Regions from separate parts of the Mus musculus genome. Here regions 2, 3 and 4 are each linked to region 1. The links are chromatin contacts, called in public HiChIP or PLAC-seq and Micro-C maps. All regions are on one chromosome and are shown on one strand. Each heading gives the region's core, a stretch centred on a gene start, on an enhancer-like site or on the middle of the called end of the contact. The rest is flanking DNA. Distances are from core to core; before and after follow the strand shown. Region 1 holds the start of Rnd3 (Rho family GTPase 3). Region 2 has its middle 72 kb from the start of 1700057H21Rik. Region 3 has its middle 63 kb from the start of Gm13497. Region 4 has its middle 81 kb from the start of Gm32360.

Evidence for each region. Hi-C and Micro-C count contacts between places; a contact is called where the count stands out from the background. HiChIP or PLAC-seq counts read pairs in DNA pulled down with a chosen protein or histone mark.
Region 2: a Micro-C map of granulosa cells shows a contact between it and region 1, with 2.3 times the contacts expected there. The contact joins the enhancer-like site here to the promoter of Rnd3 in region 1. A contact is called at or near these places in 1 of 39 promoter capture datasets (frontonasal cranial neural crest), 3 of 484 Hi-C or Micro-C datasets (embryonic fibroblasts, granulosa cells and uterus) and 3 of 115 datasets of contacts at active chromatin or transcription factors (the NIH/3T3 cell line, bone marrow-derived macrophages and embryonic stem cells).
Region 3: an H3K27ac HiChIP or PLAC-seq map of the NIH/3T3 cell line shows a contact between it and region 1, with 3 times the contacts expected there. The contact joins the enhancer-like site here to the promoter of Rnd3 in region 1. A contact is called at or near these places in 2 of 39 promoter capture datasets (3T3-L1-derived adipocytes and liver), 2 of 15 datasets of contacts at CTCF or cohesin (both in the NIH/3T3 cell line), 2 of 484 Hi-C or Micro-C datasets (granulosa cells and muscle stem cells) and 8 of 115 datasets of contacts at active chromatin or transcription factors (the NIH/3T3 cell line, bone marrow-derived macrophages, craniofacial prominence and 5 more).
Region 4: an H3K4me3 HiChIP or PLAC-seq map of embryonic stem cells shows a contact between it and region 1, with 47 read pairs. The contact joins the enhancer-like site here to the promoter of Rnd3 in region 1. A contact is called at or near these places in 5 of 39 promoter capture datasets (the 3T3-L1 cell line, 3T3-L1-derived adipocytes, embryonic stem cells and 2 more), 1 of 15 datasets of contacts at CTCF or cohesin (embryonic stem cells), 7 of 484 Hi-C or Micro-C datasets (bone marrow-derived dendritic cells, bone marrow-derived macrophages, cardiomyocytes and 3 more), 23 of 115 datasets of contacts at active chromatin or transcription factors (bone marrow-derived dendritic cells, bone marrow-derived macrophages, embryonic forebrain and 11 more) and 2 of 9 other capture datasets (embryonic stem cells and liver).

What each region holds. Positions count from the first base shown.
Region 1 is chr2:51,146,827-51,152,234 of GRCm38.p6, reverse strand. Rnd3 (Rho family GTPase 3) reads left to right here and starts at 3,124. Exons shown (of 5, transcript NM_028810.2): 1 at 3,124-3,510; 2 at 3,924-4,011. The coding sequence starts at 3,361.
Region 2 is chr2:51,363,323-51,368,730 of GRCm38.p6, reverse strand. No RefSeq gene overlaps it. Among named protein-coding and RNA genes, the nearest start is that of 1700057H21Rik, 72 kb to the left of the region's middle. Within about 2 kb of position 3,125, at least 3 of the 459 cell types and tissues checked have an H3K27ac peak or open chromatin away from gene starts, as enhancers often do. A contact at or near this core is called in granulosa cells, where this site is marked.
Region 3 is chr2:51,302,609-51,308,016 of GRCm38.p6, reverse strand. No RefSeq gene overlaps it. Among named protein-coding and RNA genes, the nearest start is that of Gm13497, 63 kb to the right of the region's middle. Within about 2 kb of position 2,341, at least 64 of the 459 cell types and tissues checked have an H3K27ac peak or open chromatin away from gene starts, as enhancers often do. A contact at or near this core is called in the NIH/3T3 cell line, bone marrow-derived macrophages, embryonic fibroblasts and 2 more, where this site is marked.
Region 4 is chr2:51,004,182-51,009,589 of GRCm38.p6, reverse strand. No RefSeq gene overlaps it. Among named protein-coding and RNA genes, the nearest start is that of Gm32360, 81 kb to the left of the region's middle. Within about 2 kb of position 2,504, at least 15 of the 459 cell types and tissues checked have an H3K27ac peak or open chromatin away from gene starts, as enhancers often do. A contact at or near this core is called in embryonic stem cells and reprogramming fibroblasts, where this site is marked.

The DNA.
Region 1 (5,408 bases), core at 1,875-4,374:
CCCTGCTCTTCCTGGTGTCTCCCTCTCCTGATGCTTCCCTTCAGTGGGCCTCAGTCTGGCCCTCCTTCTGTTCCTCAAGGCTGCCAAACACTTTCCCTCCATCTGACCTTCCTGTTGTCTGTTCCTGCCTGGAACAGCCTGCTGTAAGGCCTGCTTATGGCTGATTTCTCCTCCTCCTCCTCCTCCTCCTCCTCCTCTCCCTCCTCCTCCTCCTCTCCTCCTCTTCCTCTTCCTCCTCCTCCTCCTCCCCCTCCTCCTCTCAAGGAATCCATCTCCACGGAGACACACTGAGAAAGCACCACTAAACTTTGCTTTCTCACAGAATCCTGGTTTGCATTACAGAGCTCAGCACATTCAGTCTGATTTGTGTACTCTCTTCCTTATATTTTATTGAGCACTGTCTAAAATGTATTCTCTGGGAGCAGAAAGAAAATTTCATGTTTATTGCCCTATTTGAGGCTCCTAGAACAGTGCCTGGCATATAGCAGGCACCTAATAAATAATTACTAAACTAAATGTTTAGGTGTTAAAAGTACATTCAAAAGACAAAAGAAAGAATTCATTTCCTAGAAGTGCTGGTGGCTTCAGGAAGTTGATTTGCTACTCAGTCACATGTCTATTACATTTCACTTAGCAGCTGGCAAATTTCTGGAGATTCAGGTCACCTGGTTTCTAAAAATATCTATCCACTATAATTCCAGAGCAATCCCTGGGGAAGTGACTATACTACTATTAGCAAGGAGTAAACTCCTTTAAGCCTGGAGGCCTGCCAGATCATTGGCGGTGTCTTATTTGGTGCTCAGATATAGCTTAGATGATAAATTATCTGATGTCCAGTTCATTAACAAGTCAACTCAAAATAACTAATAATTAATTGTAGGTAAGGTGACTTTGACCATATAAACTATATCAATTCAGGAATGTGGCAGGCCAAGTCATCTCTCTGGAAGGGGAAGTGTCATAGGTTAAAAAAGAGAAAGAGAGAGAGAGAGAGAGAGAGAGAGAGAGAGAGAGAGAGAGAGAGAGAGAGAGAGAGAACAAAAATGTGCCCACTTCTTATTAGTAAGTCGACTAATGAATCCAGGATTCACCCAGACATGAGACTTGGTTCTGGGCAAGCAAGTGGGAGCTACAGGGAAATACCAAGTACAGGCAGGCGCCATTGTCATCTTCTTACCAATGTCTTCATGAAACCTATTTTAAAGAAGATAAAGCTAAGGCTTACAGAGATGAAATGACTACTCCAGTGTCACTTAGCCAGAAGCTGTGAAGCTCATGGCCTAAATGCATCTTTGTCTGAAAGCCCCCACTGCTCTGCCCAATCTCCCTCGACCACACAAACAGCTTGAGGAGCATTTCCCGCACTAGGAAGACTAGGGAAATGCTAGGGTAAACTCTATGAAGTTCACATAGGATACTTTTCCCTCTGTGACATGACAGTGCAACCTAAGACTTTAAGAGATGATATTGGGGCAAACGAATAAAGCTCTGCCAAGCAAATTTTGGCAAATGCAGACATATGACCTCGGCCAGCTCTGCCCTTTCCATGGTCAGCCTGTGTAAAACACACCTATCCCCAAAGATAGATTCAGGACTGTCTTTAGGGGACGACTTCAAGGTTCTCGAGTCTGAAAGAAGTAAGATAGCATTCTAGGTCCTGTGATTTCATGATTCTAGTAATTCACTACATATTCAGTCACTATACTTTCCTTAAAGGGTTGTGTGTGTATGTGTAAGTACTTATATGTATGTGTTTAGTATATGTGTGGAAGCCAGAGGTTGTTTATCTTCCTCAATTTCTATCTACATTATCTTTGAGTCATGGCCTCTCACTGAATCCTGAGTTCCTCAATTTGACTGGATTGGCTGGCTAGCAAGCCCCACGGATCCTCTGGGTCTGTCTCAGGAGTGCCTCCTTATATGGGTGCTGGTGGTGAAATTCAAGTCGCACTTGACCAAGCCCTTCACAGGCTGAACTTTCTTCCCAGACACCTTCACTACAAATTTAATAACTGACGCTTCCTGGCTGTCGGGGTGACTGGCAATGAAGACACTGTTCTCAGAAGACAAGAGAACAAACACAGTCTTGTCTGTCTCTTCTAAGACTTGTTGAAAGGGAGACTTGGAATGACTGGAGTACGTGTGTGGAGGAGGGGAGTCCCTAAATTTTCCACAATGAGCATGTGTGCTTTTTAAGTCCAACTCCTTGATTCTTAGGTGAAGGAGGGAGGGTACAGCTGAAGGGAGCAAAGAGTGCTTAGACCCCTGGTTCTAGAGCTGTCACAGAGAGAGTGGCAGTTGCGGCCAAGTTTCTGATAGTTTTTGTCATCTCTCTTTTTTCTCGCCCCTGCACCTATTCACATTATCATGTCACTCCCCAAAGCCTCCTACCTTCTCTGGAATAGCTGAATCTGACAGTTTAAAAAGCCAGTCCTCTACAAAGGTCAAGGAAAACGAGTTCTAGTGTTTGAAATAAATCATCTATGTTATTATGTACTATATATGTAGATAGATAGATAGATACATAGATAGATACATAGATAGATAGATAGATAGATAGATAGATAGATAGATAGATAGATAGATAGATAGAAGATAGATGATAGGTAGGTAGATAGATAGATAGATAGATAGATAGATAGATAGATAGATAGATAGATAGATAGATAGATAATGATTTTATGGGTTTGGGAACACAAAAACTTAGCCTTTCCCTTCCAAGATTTACTTCTGTATTATTAATTTGATTGGGAATTTTTTTTTTTATTTTCACAAATGATGACGAGGCTTCTGGAGGCGAGCCCCTTGGAAAGCAATTTGAAAGGAATCCCAATGCAAATCCATGTGCACAGATTATCTGCTTCCCCTCACCCTGGCCCTGAACAACCTACCCATCTGCAAATCCTGCCTGGCACCTTCAGGTTATGCCAGAACCTGGGTCTGCAAGCCATCCTGCACGCCACCCTAGAGGGCGCGCTGCTTACACTTTCCGCCAACGGGGCGGCCGTGCTGGCTCCCAGGCTCCATAAAAGGGGAGGAGGCGGATCGGTTTCCTTCTCTCATTGAGAAAGCGGAGCGGATTGGAAGGCTGGGCGTATAAAGCGGCGCGGAGAGCGTGAAACAAAGCAGACCGATCGGAATTGGACTTGGGAAGAGAGGCGCGGAGTCAGGCAGAAAACTTGTAGGAGAGGAGTAAAGAGCCGCTGCCTCTCCTCCTCCACTCCGCTGTGCTTAAAGGGGTTCCCGCCGGCCTTGCGATTTATTTTTATATCTGCTTTTTATAGAGAGAAGTATATATATATATATATTTTTTCTTCTAAAGAGAAAATTCCTGTTCCAAGAGAAAATAAGGCAACATCAATGAAGGAGAGAAGAGCCAGCCAGAAATTATCCAGTAAATCTATCATGGATCCTAATCAGAACGTGAAATGCAAGATAGTAGTAGTGGGCGACAGCCAGTGTGGGAAAACCGCGCTGCTCCACGTCTTCGCCAAGGACTGCTTCCCAGAAGTGAGTGTGACCCGCACGTCTTGAGGGGAGCGGCTGGTGGGGTCCCCGGTCTGGAGGACTGCGCCTTTCTCCTGCTTCACTGATTTTCTTGAAAATCTTTCTCATGCCCAGCCGTCTCTGCCGCCACACGGCCGGGAAGCGAAAGTGTCCTGGAAGGGTCTTGGCTGGGACCCGCCAGCACCCTGGGCTCTTGGCCCCAGAAACTTGCTGGTTTCAGTGTGGGAGGCCGGGTGGGGAGACCTGGGTGGGCTCTCGGGAGGGGGCTGCGTGTTTACTGTGTAAGGAGTGTGAGGTTGTTGGTGGTGGTGGTTTTTTAATTGGGGGCTTGGTGGTTTTTCAAGTGTTCGATCTACGGGTCGTGTTTTTAATAATCTCTTTGCCACCTTCCTCTTCTGTCCCTTTCGTTCGTCCAGAATTACGTCCCTACGGTGTTTGAGAATTACACTGCCAGTTTTGAAATCGACACACAAAGAATAGAGTTGAGCCTGTGGGACACTTCAGGTAAGACTCGGCACACCGCGTGGCGGTCTGAACCGGTGCGCCCGGGGGCTCGGGATCTGGTGCCCTGTCTGCTAATGTGGCTCCTTGAGGGACTTCCCGGTCCCGAGCCGCCGGAAAATGTTATCCTTTCTGGGCAGGGGCAGCAATGGGAGTGATTGTGGTCTTGGGGACAGGAGGACGCTAGGTGTCCGGAGTGACCCTGCTGGAGGAGCCTCTGGTGGCCGCATGGCCTTGTGTTGTCCTTCCTTGGAGCCGTGCCGGAGCGGGCCGCCAGGGTGGCCCAGTGCTGGAGCATACAGAGCAGCGTGGAAGCCCTCCCGCTCGCGGAGGAAGCCCCTCATGGGTGTCACCAGCCATCTGGTTTGGGGGCAGGGGCGCAGGCTGAGCTGGGAGAAGATCCCCAAAGCCTCCGGGTTGCGTGGGGTGTTCCAGGCTGAGGGAGATGGGTGAATGGCCGGAGCCAGCGCCCGTGACGCCTACTGTCAGGAATGCGCTGGTGGTGCCGGCAGCGGCCACCGCGGGGCCTCCGCCCCCGCAGCCTCTGTGCCACCGGTGCAGAGCGGCTTCTGCGGCCGCCCAGGGATCACTCTGTGCCAGCTCTCCGAACATACCACTCCCCTACCCTTTTGCTTCGGCTTCGCCTGCCTGCAGAGCCGCAGGCAGCACCGATCGCCTTTGACCTTCCTGTCTACTTGAATTATTGGCGCCTTGGAGGGTTCCGTCCAGAGGTCTAGGGTTCAAGGCCGGGTTGTTGCCTTCCCATGCGCCCACCCACCAACGTGGCACAAGGTGGTGGGGAGGGCAGATTTTCGCGGGCAGGAAGGCTGGCAGCCCCGGCTGAGTTCGGGGAAGGGACAGTGAGGACTGAGCACCCCCCAACCCCCACACACCCCCGGTATCAAGACTGGCCAGAGGCTCGTCGGGAGAAACGCCTACTGTTAGTAGAAACCATACCTTCTCCAGAGGAGCAGAAACTACCAATCTGGGAGGGGAAAAGCCGGTGCTGGTGGGGAACTGGGCTGCCAGACAGATTAGGGCGAAACTGGCGAGGAGGAGCGCACAAGCGCCAACACGCAGGGTTGCTGTCAGGCGGGGTGGCCCGAGGTGGAGCCGTGCTCAACTGGGAGTGGCCTCGTGGAGCTTCAGCGAGCTTCCCACACCCTGGGCTGGAACCTCTGAGGGACTTGGGGAATTAGACTGTGGGAGGAAGGGGCCAGAGTCCCAAGATCTCCAGAGGCAACCCTCAGCACAAAGGCTAGAAGAAAGACTAGAGGGAAGTCTTGCACCGGCGCCTCTCACGGTCGGTGCCAGATGCTCAGACTGCTGCAGTGAGAAGGATGGATCCAGTTTCCCTCCGGAGAGTCAAGTTCTTCCTTGAGCTGCGCCAAGGGCGTTTT
Region 2 (5,408 bases), core at 1,876-4,375, 220 kb before region 1:
CCAAGACAATTAATTAGCATGCCCTAATTAATGACCTTATACAAAACAAACTCACTGTGCCCCAATGTTATGGGTTTAGTACGAGATTCAGCATAAATTGCATCCCCATTCCTTACACATAATCAAGCGCATTGATTTCACGCACCCAAATTACCACGATCTCTCACCTTGATAAAACCATAGACAAGTATCTCACAGCACCCAAGTTGAAGTCCAGGAGTTCTTCAGGCCCTACTGCAGCTTCGTGCTTTACATGTGAGCTGAACATGTATGTAGTTCCAGCTGCACTTCTGGGTTTATGAGGACTGTGGAATAGAGGCTCCTAGCTTCCTCTCTCTAGCTTCTCCCCCACCCCCATCACAGTTTTCACTCCCGAGGTAGGTAATTCCTAGGGTAACTGGGGGCAATAGGGATTGTAAATAGATGAAGGACAGCAAGAGAAGAAAAGGCAGTGAGGAGAGAACATGATTGATGAGAGGGAAGATGAAAGAGGACCACTGAAAATGGGTGAGCACTTTCTGTCCCCCAACTATGATGCTGTGGGTCACCTTCATGGCAGTAGACAGATGACTCAGGCCATTGTTAAAGTATCTAACATCAATGCATTTTGACACACATCAGTAGGCTCATAGTTATGTCCACTTATTGTATTGGTGCCCCTTACTGGTGAAGAGAAAGACTTTCTCTTACCCAGTATGAGGTTAATGGCTGTCACCTTGTTGAGTCCATTTTACTACCAGGGATAGACTAACTTTATAAAGATAAGAAGCTTGCGCAGCTCAGAATTTGGGAGGCTTAAAGTACTGACAGCATTTCACCAGTCCTGGAAAGGGTCCCATGGTGGATGAGAGAGCATGCTGAGGAAAAATAAGATCACATACACAAAACCTGTAAAGAAGAAGCAGGGTGTGGAGGCACACACCTTTAATATCAGCACTTGGGAGGCAGAAGCAGGAGATCTCTGTGACTCTGAGGCCAGCTTGATCTACAAAGCTAGTGTCAGGACAGCCACGATGGTTACACAGAGAACGCTGCCTCAAACAATAACAACAAAGAACAAACAACAACAACAACAAAGTAAGCAAGAGATACTGGATAGAGTCATGATCAGGCATTTATAGCAACTTTCAATGATATAGGAAATATATTTTCGTTCAATATTCAGATGAATTGGGACTCTTGTCTTTCTTTTGGTTTATGCTGCTTTCTAGTCTATTTGGACAGATATCTAGTGCCTGCCGGGGCAAGATTCACAACGGTAGTTTTCCTTCTTTGTGTATCAGGGTCCTGTACTGGCAATCTTTCTCACTACTGGTTCTCTGGGAAGCAAGTTCCCAACATGGGAATCTTTTTGGCTATAAACCATCTCAATACACCCCTATAACAACAACACAGACAACAAACAACCAAACAAAACCACCAATGAATCAATAAAAGAAAAAAACCATAACAAATTTATTTAGCCAACAGAGAAAACTATAGACTTTTGTGCTAGATCCAAATAAAAAAATTAATGTGGAGAACCATGACTGAACAAACGTGCTCATAACTTGCTAATTATGAACTAGGAAAGGAGGCCCCCAGGCCTATTTGTTCAGGTTTTTCTGTTTCTCTGTGTAGCAGTTCTGCCTGTGAATAGAACCAGAGAGCTGTGAACAAAGGGGCCCTTAGAGTGGAAGGGAGGAAGTTCCACCATGACATTCTTAGGTCTTACAATGTGCTTTGGAAGAGGAGAATATTACCCAAGACCCCCTTTATGAGGAAGAGGGGGATAAGTTTAGAAACCTTCCTATATCTCTATACTACTTTCCTTCATTTTGAAATGTACACTATGTCACATCTGACATTATCAGATGGCCCAAGAAGTGCCATCCAGAGATCCACAATTCACAATGTACTGGTCTGCCTTTATGTGTTCTGTCTCATAGAGAAGCCACGATATGACATCATGACATTTTTCCAGTCACAAAAACGGTATATTTTATTCTAGGAATACGGAGATGGCAGAAAGAAGCATCCTCTGAATAAAAATGCCTCATTGATAAAACTCACATCACACTATCAATACTCAGTTAGTTTGAAGATGTTGCATTAACTATCTTGGCACTAAAAAAAAAAAAAAAGGAAACACCAAAATTACTGAATAATTTTGATAGTTATAAAATTATCTTTTTCTCCTAGCTTCTTTAAATTTATGTCACTTGGCCAATTCCCCAGTTATATCAAGCACCACAAAGATAGATTTGTTTTGTGTTTTTAAACTCTGTATTCTTTTTTATTTATAATCTCAGTTTTCATCATTGTTATATCTTATTCCAAATTCTTTCTCCTGAGTCCACCAGTGCTGCTCTGGTTATTGTTTCTTTCTGATCTTATGTTTAGTGAATGATGCTCTTCTTAGCCTTCTTTGTCCTGCTTACCCAGTGTCCTCCTGTGTTTCTTGAACCACTCTAAAGACAGCGCGGTGCAAGCTCTCCTGGTGGCCAACTATCTATACCACACATTCCTAAGAAGTCTGGAAGGCTTTCCATTCTCAACTTCAGAGAGTTCCTTGAGAAGAATACCTCATGTACTATTAATTACTTTCCAGTGAGAAGACATGCTTTTGTTTTATAAATGATAATCTTCATTCTGCATTTATAGTTATGAACCCTTGCTACTGCAAAGTACCAAAATCAGGAAAAAATGACATTAATCTTTTAGTAGGTAAATTTAACTTGAATTGTCTAAAACACCAGCTTGTTGAAGTTAGTTATTTAATTTGAATATTTCTCATAGACCATCATTATGCTATCATTTTATTTACTTATTCATGCCATTATTCTTGCTTATTTTTCTCTTGAGAGAAGAAACAGTAAACAAAGAACAGAATGTTTTAATGCAAACACACACACACTTAATGACTTTTTATGCATGTCTGTTCATTCTCTTAAAGAATAAGAAAAACTATTAATTTACATTTTTCTTAATCAGATTACTGACTCTCTTAGACCCACACACATTTCTTCTTGTTGTGGTTGGTCTTGTGCTCTGTGTATTCAGAGGCAAGTTTCTTGGGACACTGTGTATTCTATGTCCCAAGACCAAGTTGCAGTCTGGACAAGGTCATTGTTTTGATGAATGTGTGCTAAGGAATGCTCTCTAATAATCTCTGTTTGGGTCATAATGGGCTACAGCCTATGACTGAGTGGAGAGAGGGGAGGAATAGCCTTGAAGTTGAGTAGGGGGACCACAAGGAAAAAGGACAGAGGAAGATAAAGAAGAAGGTCACTATGAGTCAGGATGGACCATGAGCACATGGCCAAGAGAAGCTCACCCTGAGGACGAACATGGAGGAGAGCAAGCTGGGAGAGACTCAAAATGCAAGAGAGAATCTCTCTCTCTCTCTCTCTCTCTCTCTCTCTCTCTCTCTCTCTCTCTCTCTCTCTGTGTGTGTGTGTGTGTGTGTGTGTGTGTGTGTGTGTGTGTGTAGACCTTCTCCGGGCCTCACCACATGGCTTCTTAAGTTTCTTAGATATCATAGTTTGATGGCACAGTTGTGTTATACATACTTTTGTTTTGCAAACCTTGGTGAACCTCAACAGCCTTTTGGTCTTGTGTAGGTGAGTTCTTTGGGTACCACCATTAAGCATTCAATGCTAGGAGACACTGGTTTGAATAACTTGTTTCCTACCCTCATTATCAAAGTGATCTCTTTCCATCAGAAGTGAGAACTATCTACAACTTCACGTATTTCCAAAATGCCAGTGACAAATTCAGGAAATTGGGGAATCACTGCCATCAGGTGACTAGCCACTGGTGACCCCATCCAGTTCCAAAGGAGAGTTCCAAACCCATGTTCACACAGATGACTCTGGCCTCAAAACAGAAAGACACAAACGTGAACAGGGATGGGTTGGGAGGAAAGGGTTGATAGGGCTAGGAGAAATACACAGGACAGTGGGGCAAGAGAAACCAGAGTATATCACATACGTGTAAGAAAATGTCTAAGAAATACTTTTTATAAAAAAGGTAAATAATACAATGCCAATCACATGAAAATAAAGGGGAAAAATTACCAAGGACATGCTCTGAGCAATATCTAAAGTCACATTGTTTTCCAAAGAAATGAAGAGCAGTTTTCCTTTTAAGCAGTCTGTGATACTGAGTGAGACACAGTGTTTCCACTTGGCTGACTTGCATGACTGGAGAGCAGAGGCAGAAGTTTAGTGGGCAAAGATGCCAGTAGCCACACCTCTGTTGTAAACCCACACATTAAGCCACTGTTACACCTGTTTTTACACATCTTGTGATTGTCTTCCTCCCATTTGGCCCATGTCTCAAGGACAGGAGGCAGCCCGTCAAGGGGTGGACTGAGAACCTTCACTTTCATGAGAGTCAGATTCGCTTGTTTATTTACGTCACACAGATTGGGAGATATTGATGAATGGATTCACAGATGGGGGAGGACTAAGAAGGGGCTTGCAGGGAGCTCAAGTCTAGTTTAGCAGACAAGGATGAGAGCGGTGAAACTGGACCTAAAATACTTGGTGCCTTGCTCCCCAGGGCCCCAGCCTGCCAACTCAAACACTTGAACCTGATTGTTTTACAGATACAGCGTGGCTGCATCATTTTTCAATTAAGCAAATGGTTTTGGAGAGCTGGGAGTGTGGTCGGATGTTAGTTCACTTGCTAACGCGTGCAAGACCCTGGATTGAAGCTTCATCAGCACAACAAACAAACAAACACTAGGATAATTTTAAATGTGAATATCTATTAACATATGGATATAAATAGACGAGTCGTTTGTATGTGCAGAGTGTATGTTTTTTGTTATGCCTGTTTGTGTTTCTTCTCTCAGGGATACATTTTGCTAAGGCAAAGCTGGATAACCGGAAGCGGAAGAAGATGCCGCAGGTGAGAAACAGCGGACCCTCTGAGGATCAGGAGGAAGCAACGGCCCCAGCTTTTCCAGTTTGACTGTGATTGCCCATTTTTGTGAACGCCGTCTCACATTAATGCTGCACTTTGTCCAGCTTTCTAAAAGCCACACATTGGCAGGAAGTATAAAACATGCTTTGGACCAAAAACTGAAAATAGTTGTCCTCCTGTAACTACAGAAATGCTGAGACCATAAGGTGACTGCAAGCAGATGTCTCTGCAGAAGTATAAAACCCACCAAAAAAAAAAAAATCCTAGTTTCCGGCTCTCACTGGAACGCTCCTTTGGCTTTCAGAGCAGAGATTTTTAGCTTTTGAAGGCAGATGTACTTGGAGAGCGAGTCGATTGCTGTATTGCTGTGTTACTTGCAGACATGTGCGAGTGAATTCTGTCTTCTCTCTCATGCAAACACGGAGGGTGAAGGGAAGTCTGGATCATCTCTCAACTGACTTTCCCACAAGTCTTCAAGCAAGCAAGCAAGTCTGTGT
Region 3 (5,408 bases), core at 1,092-3,591, 160 kb before region 1:
AACGTCATCTCACAAGTAAAAAATTCTTTCTTGATTATGAAAACTGGGCAGATGACTAAATGCACTTGAAAACTGACTTTGAAATCAGAAAATAAACTTAGTCTTTTCTGCCTTTGTTTCATATCTGTCTATCACATTTCTAGACATATTTTTTCCAGTTATGTATCGTGGAAACTGCAGACTGTTGCCCTCTTCCTGACTGAGATCAGCTTCTGCAAAGAACAGGGACATCTCAATTGAATGATCTCAGCTGAATCCACGTCAAGATTATTTATGTCTTCATTCTCATTCTATATTGCCCATGTCTAAAATAAGAAACATCACAAGCACCGGTCCTGTGTGAACTTTGATGATTTGTAGTTTTAATTAAGGAATTTTAAAGTATCGATGCAGAGTAGCACAGATGATTCCAAACAAAACGTAATTACAGAGGAGGGGACAAGCCACAAATCTGATGTGAGACTGCCTGACTTAGAAAACGATTACATCCTGTATCCTCCAGGAAGTTTGCTTTCCATTCAAATGGTCAAGAAGCCTGAGCATCCTTTGTTTCCCGGAGGGAAGTATATATCTGAAATCTGGCATAACCCACTGGATGTCGGTGCATCACTCATGGAAGGAGAACAATGAAGAAAAAGAAAATACATGAAAATAGACATATGAATTTGGGGAGCTTACTTGCCTTGAGGGGAAAGATCCGTGGAATAACTATTAGCACCCTTGAAAATATTGCTCCCATGCCTCATTATGCCACCTAGATTTCCATCCTGTCACATTCGATGAGGTTTGTGCAAGCCAGTGATGCTAGGCCTGTCAGCCTGATAGTCTAATTTAGAATGACTCTCATGGCACCATTTGTAAAGCTTCCTGCAAAGCAATGAAGGGAGCCTTGGCAGGTGTTCTTTCTAACTCCATTTGTTGAGGATATTTTACGATTTTGGTGTGAACAGTGCTGTGCTCATGATGTGAAGGTCCATCTAGGCATCCTTGCTGCTATTCATGATTTTAAAACAACAGCCACGGAAACATCAAAAAGCCCAAGCTGAGCACAAGAAGTTGCATCTAACTCAGCTGGTAGAAAGTCGTGTTGTTTACCATGCATTCAAGTTCATTACCTTAGTTGTGATTTGCTGCAATCAGCTAAATCCACTCTGTTAATTCTCTTACTTTTCAGTAAGATTCTAATTGCATATAGCAGGCTGTCTTTTGAGCCCTGGGTGAGCTGGCCATCTTAGTTAGAGAAAGTGTGTATTGTTCAGAGATCAAACAGCAACTACCTTGTTACATCTGCATACTTGGTTGTTTTCCAAGGAGTTCCTGGAACTCCCAGTATCTTTCTGGTACCAGAGTGTGCAGACCTTAGAAATCATCCCTAGGTTTGTTTCACCCTTGGTTTGAGGGCACAATCAGTGATAGTCAAAGAAGGAAGACACAGGCATTGAAGCTTCTAAGTGAATAAAAGACTACAGCACAGTGATGCTGTTCTAGGAGACATTATCAGGCAGTAGCAATCCTCAACTATGGGAATCCTTGCAGCCCAAGGGGACACAGAGGATAATTTCCATATAAAGGAAGCAGATGAGTCACTACCCTTCCTTCTGCCTCCAGAAAATGCCTATGTTCTTCCATAGCTCCAAGCCATTCTTTCCCAGAAAGCTTTAGGGATGGCACAGCTGAACTTCTTGTGTTTAGTGGGCTAATTTCCCCCCACTCTCGGGCAGGTGTAATGTTTATTGTCCATAGACATTGTGCATCTTTGTAGAGAGCCTGATGGGATCCCAGTAGAATGACGCGAGAGGAAGAACAAAGATAACAGAGAGCCTCGGTATAGCCTCTGGTCCTACTTCCAAATTATTTCGGGAATGATCTCTTCCTCTTCCTGTAGCTCTCAATGTGCGTCCTTGTATTCCCACTGCACACCAACATTTCAGGCTCTGTGTGTCCCCTCCCCATGCATTTCTCTCCCTAGACAGACAAGAATAATTATTTCTCTTCTCATTTTCCTCTTCCTATGGCCTCTCTGTGAGCATCATTAGGTTACACTATTACATTCCAAGAGCTATGCACTTGATTTAGGTGAATTTGCTAGAAACAGCGCTAACCCTGCTTGATTGAAGAGAAACCTCACATTTGCTCTCTTGCTTTCCCTCCCTGGATTTCTCCCTCTAGTTGAGTACAAAGAATCTGCAATCTGCTTTCAGTCAACACTGCTGACACATCAAAGAAATATGACTTTAATTTTTTTTTCTAAGAAAAAATGAATCATGTAGTGTTCCCCGTACAGACAGTACCCTCCTCTGTTAGATGGCTGTGTAATCTAAAATCCTGGGTCCCATTTTTTTATGCCAGCAATGGTCAAATGATTGAGACTGCAGTGCAGAGCGCCACCACACCAGGACATGACCTCATCTGCTCTGAGAAACGGAGTGGGGTTGAGCTGGGTCAGTGTTTGCGGGAGCATGTTTCCGGTGAGAGCTGAGAAAATCTCAGGAAGGGACAACAATTTCTCATTCTGTTCAACAGCCGTCTTTGATGAGAACACTTGAGTTGAAAATTCAAACTAATGATAAGCTTATTATTATCACAGGAAAACCACTCAGTAGAAAACAGTTCCATCTTTTTATGAATAAGCAACAAGACACAACAACTATTTTTTTAAAAAAGAAGAAGAAGGTTCATTCATAGTTCATTTTAATGTCAGGAAGTGAAAATAAGTGAATCCATTTTTTTTTCTCCCCAAATGAATAATTACTAAGGATGGGTGGTTACAAGCAGAACATTTTCAGCTTTTTTTTTTGTACTGCTCTAGTCGTCTTTTCTATGATTCATCTGTCATTTTTTTAAAGACCTTCAATAGTCTTGTGAATCATCTACATACCTGTTTCCAAAGACTACCAGAGAAATGCAGAGCACTTGCTGATCAAGGTTCACAAACCAGAGAGCCAGCCGCACTTAGGATCCAGAATATCTCACCAAACAAAGCAGCACGTTCTCCAGTCACTCAGATGAGCCAGGGCCTTTTGTCACGTTGTGCTGAGGCAGAGGAGGCAGTTTGGAAGATAAATAATGAGAAATAGCACTTAGGGCTGGATTTTGTAATTATGTTCTGCCCACTAAAGGTTCCTATAAGCATCACCAGGCCTTGACTCTTTCAGCTTCTCATGACTCATGGCTGCGATACAGCCCACTGTGAGGGAGCTGTAATCCGAAAGCCAGGAGAACAATCTCCCTTGAGTGTATGTGCAGGTGGACGAGCCAGGGGTGGGTGTCTGAGTCTGTTTCTGTGACAGCAGGACTTCTGCAGGTTTGTTTCAGCTGCCAAAGAAACGACTCTGCTGAATATGAATTAGGCTGTGCTTTACCTCTTGTCCTTGGAGGTATCTCTATCAACACCACACACACACACACACACACACACACACACACACACACACAGAGAGAGAGAGAGAGAGAGAGAGAGAGAGAGAGAGAGAGAGAGAGAGAGAGAGAGAGAGAGCCCACCCAGCTATGCTCTCAAATAAGGCAGGTAGTTGCATTTTCTGGAATCAACACTGAGCAAAGAAACATTCTAGAGCATGTATGCTGTGTGTGGAGGATAGCAGAGAAAATAAGGAACAAAGAATGTGTATTATAAACCCAAGGAAATAGATGGAATAGGTGACTTAATGAGAAAAAATAAAATAAAAAGAAAAGCAACTAATACAAGCTACTAAAATGGACAGTGAATTATACCTGTAAAAATATGAATTGAGTAAGTGACCCTGGACATTCTCATGCAAAGAAAAAGGACGTGAAAGAAGAAATAAAGTTGACAACTGGGAAAACTGCAGGTAAAATATTAGGTCCCTGGCACATCTTAGGAGAGATGCACAAAAAGCTAATATATTTCTAAACTTTCCAGATATACCTGAATTTTTTGTATGCAAGGTAAATTGGTATCTTTGGGCTGTGTCTCCCAAACTGACATTCTTCAAAACTATGCAATGTCCACTTATATTCCTATACTTTTAAGGGGTGTTCTGGTTTTAGAAACGACTCATTTATGCCCTGTCTTTGAGGTTAACAAAGAGTACTAGCACTGAAAGGACCACAGAATGCCTCTATAACACAGCTACCTGTAGGACTTGGCTCCCATTTTCTCCAAGTGTACTTGAATAAGACTTTTTTTCTTTGTTTGTGTGTCATGTTGTATTTTGTCCAAGGACCATTGGTTTAGGAGTCCTCTGTGGGTCCTAGGCAGAGAAGCCCCCCCCCAAGAGAACAAGGTTGAGCCCTGCATCCTTCCTCAATTGCTAGTAGAAATGGCATCCTGCATCTTTCCTCAATTGCTAGTGGAAATGCCTTTATCAATGCTCCAAAAGAACTTTCAGGTTTCCCCCTAATTCTTCAATCAACCATCTTCTTTTGAATCTTTTCATAATTTAACTGTTAACTGTTTTATTTTTATTATTTATTTGTTATTATTACTATTTTATTTTATTATTACTTCAAAATATTAATGTCTTGCCATTGCCAAACAGGCTCCTATAATCTTGAATACATTTTCTGTGTTCACTGGCTTATTTATCAAAGACAATATGATAAGTAAATGAAGATGTCCTGATGTCCTGTAGATACAACTTATCCTGAGCAGTGGAGGCAGGGGCACAAGGGTCGATCGGTGCTTCCAAGAACTCCTGTCATACCAATACAGCAAAGGGCTGGCTACTCTTTTGGCGTTTCAGTTAGTGACAAGTAGTTTTGGTAATCACAGTTTAACTAAAAACTTAGTGGATTCTTATTTGTTTCAGATATAGCAATATGTGCTCAGTGGTTGCTAGAGTTTGGATCTGGAAGCCCCACCCCTACCCCACAAGGCTCTGACCTTGCTTCCAGATCCATGGTACCATTAGAGATGACAGGTTCCTTAAGAGGTATGAGATAATGGAAGGGTTTCCAGTCACTAAAAGCATGGCCTTGGAAGGGTTGTAATATTTAGGACTTCCTATCAGTTGCTTACCATGTTTTTTTGTTACAGTGCTAGGCATCTCACTGACACATTTGTTTCTCAGGTTGATGTGTAAAGGGTCTTTTTTGTTGTTGTTGTTGTTGTTGTTGTTTTGGTTTTTTTGAGACAAGATTTCTCTGTGTAGCTCTGGCTGTCCTGAAACTCAATTTGTAGACCAGGCTAGCCTCGAACTCAGAAATCTGCCTGCCTCTGCCTCCCAAGTGCTGGGATTAAAGGAGTGTGCCACCAACGCCCAGCTAAGGGTCTTGATATTAATGTAATGATTAATTATTAGCTTAAATGAACAATGTAAAAGTCACAGAAGACATTTATTAATAATTTTTGTTTGCTTTAAATAAAGACTAATATGTGTCCATACCTCATTCACTTCCGTGGAGAAGAATAAACTCATACTGTTAAG
Region 4 (5,408 bases), core at 1,255-3,754, 140 kb after region 1:
GGACTGTCCATTACATCCCCCACCTTAGGCTCAGAGAACCCCACCCCCACCCCCATCCCATGAAGAGGAGGCAGAAGGGGTGTAAAACTCAGAGAGGACATAGAACATCTGGGAAACAAGGTCCTCTCAAGCAACAGGATTGATGCACATGTGAAGTAATGAGACTGAGGCAGCTTGACAGGGCCTACAAGGCTCCACACCAGATGGGATTCTGGAGCTGAAAGGAGAAGTGAATGCAGGCACCCATTCCTAACCCAAAAGAGCTAGCTCCCATTGTTAACCACTTTGAAATGAACATTTAGTTTTCTTCAAGGGACTCACACTGGGGAATGAAACCACTTCCAAGTGTAAAATGAATAACCAGCAGTAGACAGTCACCAAAAACTAACTTAATGGTATCTTTGGAGGTTTCTTGTCTCATAGTTAGGGCTCTCTCTCTCTCTCTCTCTCTCTCTCTCTCTCTCTCTCTCTCTCTCTCTCTCTCTGTGTGTGTGTGTGTGTGTGTGTGTGTGTGTGTGTGTGTGTGTTTATGGGATTCCTGAGAGTTTGGACGGAAGTGTCTTTGCTTGTTTCTCATGCCCCTCCCACCCTTAGTTCTTTTCCTCCTTCTCTGTTTTGTCCTATTCCATTGTGTTAGTTTTTTGTTTTATTTTATTATATTTCATTTTAGCCTTTTGAAGCCTGCATGTTTTCTGATGAGACAGAAAAGGGGTGGAACTGAATGCCAGTGGAGGAGGAGGGGGAACCGGGAGGAGTGAAGGGAGGGAAAACTGGAATCAGAATATATATGTGAGAAAAAAAAATCTAATTTCAGTAAAAGGAGAAAATATTCTGTCAATCCATCTGACATAAACCTCTTTGTCTTTTCCCTTTTTTTTTTCTTCAAATAATTACTGTTCTTGTAGAACTTCATTTGATTGGAAAGATAGAATTTTATGTTTAATGGCTCATTTCAGTGACTTGAAAAACCTATTGTGAGAGTATAATTAAGGATTATTTTCATTTCCTTTATAGAAATTATATTGACACATTTTTTTCTGCATAGCAGAATACTTTACATGTATAACTTACTTATAACAATTATTAACTCTGATCTATACAATTCACTAAAATTTTCCTAATTTTATTAAACGTGCTATCATCACATACTAAGTAGTTGTGTGGTTTTACCACTGTGCCAAGTCCCTCTCGGCCACAGAAGGGACACTGTGACATGGATCCCATGCCTGGGACAGAGCCAGCAGGGTGTGGGCCTTCATGGGGGTCAAAGGTTGCTGTGTGCATAAGGCTTTGTATACAAATATATACTTTTACTTTATGTTCCTCCCTCTAGGAATGTGCTCTCTGCCAAGGTTAATAACTCCATGATAATCAGAGACAGGAATCTGGGAGGGGGTGTGGCTATGGTCTCTGAAAAATGGTAATCGCTGTAACCTTCAGGACAGCCCTTAAGGCTATGGGGCGGAACTCTGAAAACATGAGTTAAAAAATACAGAATTTCTCAACGATGTGAAATATAAGGATGTATGACTATGAATTGTATAGGAGCTTCACAGATCTAAAGGGACAGAGGCAGCTGCACTATTAGCCAGCTTGTCAGAAAGATACTAAAGAAGGAGATAAAGAGATTTAGAAAGTGGTGTCGAGATCCCACACAGCCAAGCTGTTTTGTATATTCTTACAAAGACAGGCAGATTCCTGCGTTCAAGGTCGGCCTGGCACACAGTGAGTTTAGGTCAAGGCTCAGTTACGGTAAGAATGGTCATTTCAGGATGGAGTTCCACCCAGCTGTCTTATTGTCTGTGCTTGTGTTTGCTGTCTTTTTCTGAGAATCAAGGGGCTGGGGCCCAGGGATGCGGATTCATGAGATAATCAAAAGGGAACCTGGGGTAATAACTGAATAGATATGTAAATAAAAGACGAGGCTTTGATATGCAAGAGGTTTTAGAAAAGCAAGAGAAAGCTGTCTGGAGAAGAACACACACACACCCACCCACACACACACCCACACACACACAGAGAAAGAGAGAGAGAGAGAGAGAGAGAGAGAGAGAGAGAGACAGACCGAGACAGAGACAGAGAGACAGAGAGACAGGGAGACAGGGAGACAGAGACAGAGACAGAGACAGAGACAGAGACAGAGACAGCACAATCTGGAAAGCTGTTTCGATCAAAACAGGCTGTATCAGCTTGTAACCTAACAAATCGAAAAACCCATGTTCGCTTTGCTGCTCCCAGATACCCCTTTCTCAGAATCTCTGTCCAAGCCGAGGCTGATCCTGGGCATCACTGAGATTCACATCAATTCTTTTGATGTTAAGAAATTATGAGTTCAAGTAATTGATCATTTGAATTAACATTCCAACTCCGTTAATTAGTGTTGAAACAGTAGGAGCCACCGTGAATGGCGATGACTTTTAAAACAAACTATACTCATGTCTAGACTGGTGACTGTTGAATTTGCTAAACTCTTTTTTCCCTCTAGCTAAAGAAGCAAGATTTGCATAAACTTAGGAGGATGCTTCTGAATGAGGAGCCCAAAATCAAATGGGAGGAGCAATGGGAGGAGCAATGGGAGGGCAATTCCCTGTTCACCATGGACCCAGACACAAGCCCATGGGAGTAAAGGCTGTAGGGTGTAAGTGAAGTGCAGCTCTGAGCTTTCTTGGGGTCCTCTAGGGTACATATTCCCCACGAGGATGGTTCAGTCCTTTGAGGAAAAGAGGGGTGGAACAAAAGTAGGGCCAGGCACTTAGTGTCTTTTGCTCCACAGCATACACGAGTTCCATGGCAGCACCAAGCAAGGAAGGGCAGGACTTGGGTGATGGTGACGTGCAAATATCCAGGGAAGAACAACACTTTTGGTTTCCAAAGACTGTAACTTCATATAGACAGTCCTTGAGAAGCCTACAAATTTATTTTTTTTTAAAGCAATTGCAAAATTGAGTAAGACTCAAGTAATTCCTTAACATTTTTTTAGATTACAAATGATCCTTTACATTCTCTTTTACATCCAGACCCTGACTTCTCTTTGCTGGGCCCTCCACAGCACATATATTTGGGAAGGAGGTATTTTGTGCCCCAGCCCAGTTTCCCACAAAGGGCTGAAGCATTCGCAGGCAGCTGACTGAGCAATTCTTCATAGAAGTGCTGGAACTCAATCAAGCAGGAAGCAAGGTCCTCAGATGCAGTTACAGGTTGTGGTAACACTTCTCTCTCTCTCTCTCTCTCTCTCTCTCTCTCTCTCTCTCTCTCTCTCTCCAAGACTTGGTGAAGATAGGGTTTCATTTCATGTGGTCTGAAAAATCATCCAGCAAAGACTGGTTTCATCCAGTTTAGTACAGATTGAAATTGGCTGTGGGCAGTCCACCTATGAAATTCTGACAGTCAGTAAGCTTTAGACAATTTAAAGACAGACAACTATGGGAAATCTGTGTCATTCTGAAATGATGCTTAAGATATTCTTTTAAACCTGGAATACAAACATCACATATGTGACTCTTATACATCTGTTGCAGCAAATCTCCATCCCAAATATGCCCCACCAATGAAAACACAACTCAATTAATATGAATACATGCTGTGCGCCTAGATTGGACAGATCTACCACTACACTACCATCTTCCACATCTATGAGACCCCTTAGAACTTGTGGATTCTCCAGGCCATGTGCTTCAGGGGAAGAGGTTCCCAACACGTCTGCTCTGCTTTTCTTCTTCTTCCTCCTCCTCTGTGTCCTCTCTCCCATTTTCTTCTTCTCTCTCCCAATCTTCTGTTCCACCTTCCCTTTTTGTGCCCAATCATCAGTTCTCCTTTATTTTACAAATTAAGGTGGGAAACAGATTTACAGGAAATCACCTGAGTGCTGACTCATTCCCTGTTCACAGTCCCTCACAGGAGAAAGGAATTAACATCAAATATAATTAGCCCCTGGGTCAACCACAACACACATCAGTGGGGTAATACCAGCATCCTGACAACGGGAAGGCTAGTAGTCAGGCCTGTGGCCCCTTGAAGCAGCGAGCAGTTGAACCTTATCCTGAGGAAATCACTTTGCACAATCATATATAAATTTAAAGGACACAATTTTTAAAAAAAGTTTTATGTGTTTTGGGTTTGTCTGCATGTATGTATGTGCCCATGTGTATTCCTGGTGCCTAAAAAATGCCAGAAGAGGGTGTCAGATCCCCCTGGGACTGGAGTTATAAATGGTTGTGAGCTACCATGTGTATGCTGGGAACTGAACCTGGATCCTCTGGAAAAGCAACAGTTGTTCTTAGTCACTGAGCCATCTCTCCAGCCCTCAAAGAACACAGCTCTTGACGTAGCTCTAAATAGTATAGTTTTCTGGCATGTTGGTTACCTTGAAGTTTAAAGGTGGAATGAGAACTTCATATTTAATACATCTAGTAGAATTTATGTAATTTAATGGCTTTTTGATTCATGGCCATCCATTTTTTAAATATAGGAGTATTTTCCTCAGTTTTTTGCTCGGAAGTATTCTACTAATCATCATAATATAAATAGAATATGTACAGAATAGTACATAAAAATTTTAAGAAAATTCTGGTGGCTATAAGGTGTTCAATGTTTAAGATATTCTAGATTAAAGTAACAACTAGTAATAGCATAAAATTGACCAGCAGCATAAATTATCAGAATTTTTTAAAGAATATGTTTGTCTCCTTTCTTTCTTTCTTTCTTTCTTTCTTTCTTTCTTTCTTTCTTTCTTTCTTTCTTTCTTTCTTTCTTTCTTTCTTTCTCTCTTTATATGTAAGTACAGTATTGCTGTCTTCAGACACTCCAGAAGAGGGCATCAGATTTCATTACAGATGGTTGTGAGCCACCATGTGGTTGCTGGGATTTGCACTCAAGACCTTTACAAGAGCAGTCGGCACTCTTAACCAGTGAGCCATCTTGCCAGCCTCCAAATTATCTTAATTTTGCATACATATTTATTAAGCATAAAAACTGTAGTGGAGCTGTGTCTCTTCATAGGATAGATTGACTTTGAAAGAGCCAATTTTATGAATATAAACCCATAAACAACTATTATTTACTAGTAAATAGGATGCAGTCTTAAGATTATTGTTTTGTATTTATTATGCAATGTTGTGGAAATTTAGTCATATAATTAATAAATGAGAATGGAAAGAATTTTGTTGTAAAAGCATTACATAATCTCTTTGTCTATTTCTTTTTTTCTTTTCTTTCCTTTTTTTTTTTTTTTTTTTTTTTTTTTTGGTTTTTCGAGACAGGGTTTCTCTGTGTAGCCCTGGCTGTCCTGGAGCTCTGTAGACCAGGCTGGCCTCGAAATCAGAAATCCTCCTGCCTCTGCCTCCTGAGTGCTGGGATTAAAGGTGTGTGCCACACCGCCTGGCTCTTTGTCTACTTCTTATTGTGAACGC